2 separate regions of the Gossypium hirsutum genome follow, and region 2 is linked to region 1. The links are chromatin contacts, called in public Hi-C maps. All regions are on one chromosome and are shown on one strand. The core of a region is the stretch at or near the end of the contact, and the rest is flanking DNA. Distances in the headings are between cores, read along the strand shown. Region 1 has its middle 18 kb from the start of LOC121209413. Region 2 has its middle 5.8 kb from the start of LOC107941423.

Region 1 (2,700 bases), core at 44-2,543:
GAGTGATTGAATTGAAACTTTACCTCGTCCAACGTGGCAAGTTAACTGGCCACGTCAGCTAATTAACTGGCCACGTCACCTATCTCGTTAGGCCTATAATAGAAAATGTGAATAGGCGACTGATTTGTCGCTTTTTGATAACGTTAGTGACTGTTTTGTTATTTTTCAAAAGTTGAGTGACTGAATTGAAACTAGAGTGACTATTTTATCAGCTACCTCAAAATTGAGTGATTGTTAATGTATTTTCCCTTAAAATTACTGCACACCTTAAAAAGTAGTTTAGGCATGAAAAGGAGTATTCTTTTCGCTCCTAGACGTGTATGGGGATTTTAGCAAATTGCAAACAGCTTGACTTAGAGTTGACCTTGGTCTTTAATAAAAGTCTGTGTTCTCCCTTCTAAATTTGAATCATGCCCTAATAAACTAATAAAAAATTCAATTTAAATATAAATTCATGAATAATTATAAATTTATTTAAACAATGTGAAATAATATTATTTTAATAGGCGTGTAATATATACGTGGAAAAAAAAGAATTTATCACATAATAAACTTTTTTTAAAAATATTTATAATAATTATCAACTTGAATATAATTTATAAGACTTAGAATTTAACCTTTGATGATAATTTGTTGGGCACTTTTGGTAGATTAAATAAATGTTTTTTTCCCTAAAAAGACAATTTTAGAAGACTACAAAAAATTAGCTGTCTTGCTAGTGACGTGTGAGCACAAAACCAATGGGTTTCCCCACGGCACTTCCTACTTAATTGGCGCATGATTTGCATATATTGCTACGATTATATTTTTGTACTCAAAAGATTTATTGTCTAGGGCATCTTCAAATTATCATCTCATATTTAAATAATAATAATGATAATAAAGTGATAAAATTATATGATTGATAATTCAACTTTTGACATTAAAAAATTAATTTAGGGGTGAATTGGTGAAATTAATGTTATACTTATGTTCGAGTGAGAAAGGATTATATAAAACTGTGATTCCGCGTCATCTATATTCCTTTCCAATAGGAGAATGACAAATCATATTTTTCCTTCTGTATTTTATAATTTTCAATTGGATTTGAATTTTTTCAGGAGGAAAAAGCTAAAAATCAAGAGGAAAAATCTGATTTGTCATTCTCCTGTTGGAAAGAGATGTGGATAACATGAAATCATAGTTTCATATAATCTCTTCTCATGTCCGAGTTATGTCCAAAATAAATGTTAGAATACAAATAATTTTGAAAACAAAAAAAAGGGAGAGAGAAATTTGGATTAGCAAGATAAACTCGACAAAAATATCTAAATAAGAACTGTAGACACTCAATTTTGCCTGGCCCATTTCAGTATTTAAAATAATAAACCCCAAAAAAAACGAAGTCCAAGTTCAGTCCAGAATTACAAATATAATTTGGCCCGATCGGAATGGCCCATTACTTGAAAAGATTTAAGGTCCATCTACAAGCTTGACTCATATGGAAATATAATCTTCAATGATATGTAATCTTAGATATGATACAATCTTAAATATGATTGCAATCTTAGATATGATACAATCTTAGATATGATTGCAATCTTAAATATGATACAATCATAGATATGATTGCAATCTTAGATATGATATACAATCTTAGAAGATATGATTTTGTAATCTTGGAGATTTAATTTGTAGATATCCTTTGATCTTAACCGTTGATGTAATTGATCTGTACCGTTGGATTTGGGGAGGCTCAACTATAAATAGAGGCCTCTCCCTTCATTGTAAAACACTTGAGTTTTGGGAAGCAATAAGAATTCTTGAAGAGCATTCACTCAAATTTCTCTCCATCTTGCGTTCTTACTCTCTGTGGTTTGTTCTTATTTTATTCTTCGTCTATCTTAATTTTTCAACTCTTTTTATTTTTAATTTCTTCAATTTTCAAATATGTATATTTTTTCCTATCTTTTATACATTTGATTATGTATTTTATATATCATAATATTGAACCTTTTTATATAGTTTATTTTCAAATATATATTTTCTATGCATGTATATATATTATATAATCATTTCATTATAAATATAAATTATTTTACATATTTAATATTTTATACATTATTTTTCTAAACCAATATATTTTATATTTTTTATATAATTATTATTCTTATAAATATATTTTTTATTATATATTATATTTTAAATTTATTATTAAATATCACATTTTTTTATATGCTCATTCTATTTATCAATTGTTTATATTATACATATATTTTTAAAACTTATTTTTTTTATTATACAATATTTGTTTTTACTTTAGCATTAATGTATTATTGTTATGTTATGTATTTCATATGTTATGTAATATCTTAGACTTTTATAATTTACTTTCAAATGCATATTTCTATATATGTACATTGATATATTGTATTATATGCATCATTTTATTTATTAATCCATTCATGTGTACATTAAATTATTGGATTTTATATTTTATGTAGATTCTATTTATCCATTTCCTATGCATGTCATCTATTTTTACTCATACATATTTTACACATTAATATTTACCATGTTTTTTATATTATTTAATGTTTTATTTATGATATATTGTATATAATTAGTGCATTTATTATGTTTTCTTTTTGGTATATTCCTATTTGCTTAGCATGATTATTTTTATTATTCTATTTTACCCTCTATATAGTGATTGCATTT
Region 2 (2,700 bases), core at 40-2,539, 45 kb before region 1:
TCGCTTCTCGTCTAACAACATTGACTTTCAAAGAAGAAAGTTGCATGACCAGCTTATCAAAAACCTGAAGGACTAGCCTTAATCTCCATCTTCGATCTTGACTCTTCTTCTTAATATTCGAAGCAATAGTCTGGGAGTCAGTCTTGATTGTCACATTGGTCCATTTGTTCTTCATAGCTAATTCAATCCATCCAATCATAGCTTTAGCCTCGACAACCTCACATGAATCTACTTAAATCCTTTTACCAATCCCATCCAGCATCTTCCCACTTAAATTTCTGCCTATTACTCTAATACCAGCACAAGCTATTAAGGTGTCAAATGCCCCATCACAATTAACTTTAACCCGACCTTCTGGTGGTTTCTCCCAAACATCAGCACAAGTTTTTGACTTCCTAGTTCGATCAGAGTTATTGTTCGAACAGAGGATCCATTGAGCAATAAGAAATCATTCATGGAGCAATTAATCCTTCGAATAATTCTCTCCAAACCAAGTTTCGCACCTTCAATTGTAACCTCACACCTAGCTTTCCAGATGCGCTAGCAAGTGAAAACAATTCTAACTTTGAAATCCTCTCTCATACAAGGCATTTGTAACAACTTTGAGAACCATCTGTCAAATGATTGAATTTGATCATTTAGCCCTTGAAGACCAAAACAAGCCTCATACTATATTCCCCTAACCCAATTACAACTAAGAATAATATGTGCAAAGTCTCATCTTCAATACCACATAAACAACAAATTGGGTTCGAAACACACTTTCTTTTCCACGGATTAAAACGAGATGGAATAGCATTATGACACAATTTCCATAAGAAAATTTTAACTTTGTTCGGTACCTGTAAGCTCCAAATAGCTTTCCAAGTGCTCCTATCAATTAAGTGAGAGCTGGAAGGTTGTAAAGAAGACTCATTTCCATAGAACTTTCTCAACTCCTTATACCCTGACTTCATCGAATATTGACCAACAGCTGTAAACGGCCACACCAATTTATCTAGTTCTTCTAAACAAATTATCTCAGCAACTCTTGTTGGTGAGGATCCGTCAATATTTCCAGGATACTTTAATTTCCTATCTTTAACTCCCAGCAACCATTTATCTTCCCAATTGTGGATGCTTTCGCCATTTAGCACTTGCTAAATCAAAGTCTGCTTTTAAAAACTCTTTCCCTTCAAGAATGCTACTCCACACCCATGATGACCTAGCTCCCGTTTTAGCTTCAAGGAAATTAGAATTCGGGAAATAAAGTCCTTTTAAAATCCTAGCCCAAAGAGCATCAGGATCCTGGACTAACTGTCAAGATTGTTTTGCAAGTAGAGCAAGTCCTCCAAGCTTTTCAATGAATACATCTCTCATTTTCCTTCTGCTGAATTCATTTCCACGCATAATTTTTTAGGAAATTCGAAAAGATATCGTATACATTGAAGCGCATGCTACTGCTTTAATAAGAACCTCCCTTCCCCTTCAAGATAACGTTTGCTGCTTCCAGCCCTTAAGTTTGGTAAGGACCTTATCTTTTTTTCTTTTTTTTTTTTTGGTGAAAGTAAGGACCTTATCTTTGATATGCCTCAAAGTTAATGTTTTCGAAAGCCCCCACAAGGAAGGGACACCCAAGTAGGCGGCCGAATTATTTGCCACCTCTATGTTAGTCTCTTCTTGAATCAACCTTTCGTTGACCCTTCGGGAGTATTCACACTAAAAACGTTGCTTGATTTATCATAGTTGACCCTTCGTCCAGAAGCTGCACAATATTCTTGAATCAAGTTAACCATTCTCCTACAATTTAACGAACTAGCTTCCAAAAAGAAAAGAAACCGTTCGTGAATAACAAATGTGACAGTAGTGGATAATGACTACTAAGGCTAATCCCAGAAATAAAACTAGACTCGACTCTATTAATAATCACTATGATCTTCGATATGATTTAATACTTAAAATTACAAAGATTAATTGACCTAAATTATGTCATTAATTCAAGACATTTAGTCTTCAGAATTAAAATTATCTCAATCTCATTTAAACCCATCGGAAATTTTCCTTCCCTAGAAAAAACTCTTAATAGCTTCCAAAACATCCTTTTTAATAACTTCCCAATAATTATGATAAAAAAATCCCCTTAAAATCATCCACGAAAAAAGAGATTAATTGAATTGTTTTGTATGCTTAACTTGTACAATATAAGTAAATTTTTATAATTTAATCTCCCAATTCTCTCAACACAAATTTCTGACCCGTATTTATAATCTCATTTGTATCTAATAGGATATCCAATTTAAAATTAAATAGTCTTTTTTATATAATTCTTTAAACATTAAAAGTAAGTTCCTCTATTAATTTTTTTTTTGTTGGAGTATTAAATATTACTCTCAAAACCATAAGGCATGAACTATTCCAAACAACCCTTAAAAAGATATGTAAATTTTGTTTTTGTATCATTTTTACTTTTTTAATTTCAAATTGGATAGTGAATTATATATTTATTTATTTGAAACTCCTCTTAAATTAACGAGAGTGAAGTTTCTTATTTAGTATTAAAGTATTCAAAGTTTTCAAATGGATTTATTTTTTAAGTGTAGTTAATAACTGCAATAAAAACTAAATTTTATAAGTGATGAATTTATATTAAAAATTATTTAATAAATTAAAATATATAATTTTGGGTTAATCTACTTTTACATCTCTTTTACCTATTTAAAT

Evidence for each region. A called contact is a pair of places that touch in the nucleus more often than the background predicts.
Region 2: a contact with region 1 is called in a Hi-C map of fibers, with 2.2 times the contacts expected there. The contact joins two enhancer-like sites. A contact is called at or near these places in 14 of 34 Hi-C or Micro-C datasets (callus, fibers, hypocotyl and 3 more).

The regions. Positions count from the first base shown.
Region 1 is chrA11:117,007,179-117,009,878 of Gossypium_hirsutum_v2.1, reverse strand. No RefSeq gene overlaps it. Among protein-coding and RNA genes, the nearest start is that of LOC121209413, 18 kb to the right of the region's middle. Within about 2 kb of position 1,293, at least 1 of the 9 cell types and tissues checked has an H3K27ac peak or open chromatin away from gene starts, as enhancers often do.
Region 2 is chrA11:117,052,545-117,055,244 of Gossypium_hirsutum_v2.1, reverse strand. It overlaps the pseudogene LOC107886030. Among protein-coding and RNA genes, the nearest start is that of LOC107941423, 5.8 kb to the left of the region's middle. Within about 2 kb of position 1,289, at least 3 of the 9 cell types and tissues checked have an H3K27ac peak or open chromatin away from gene starts, as enhancers often do.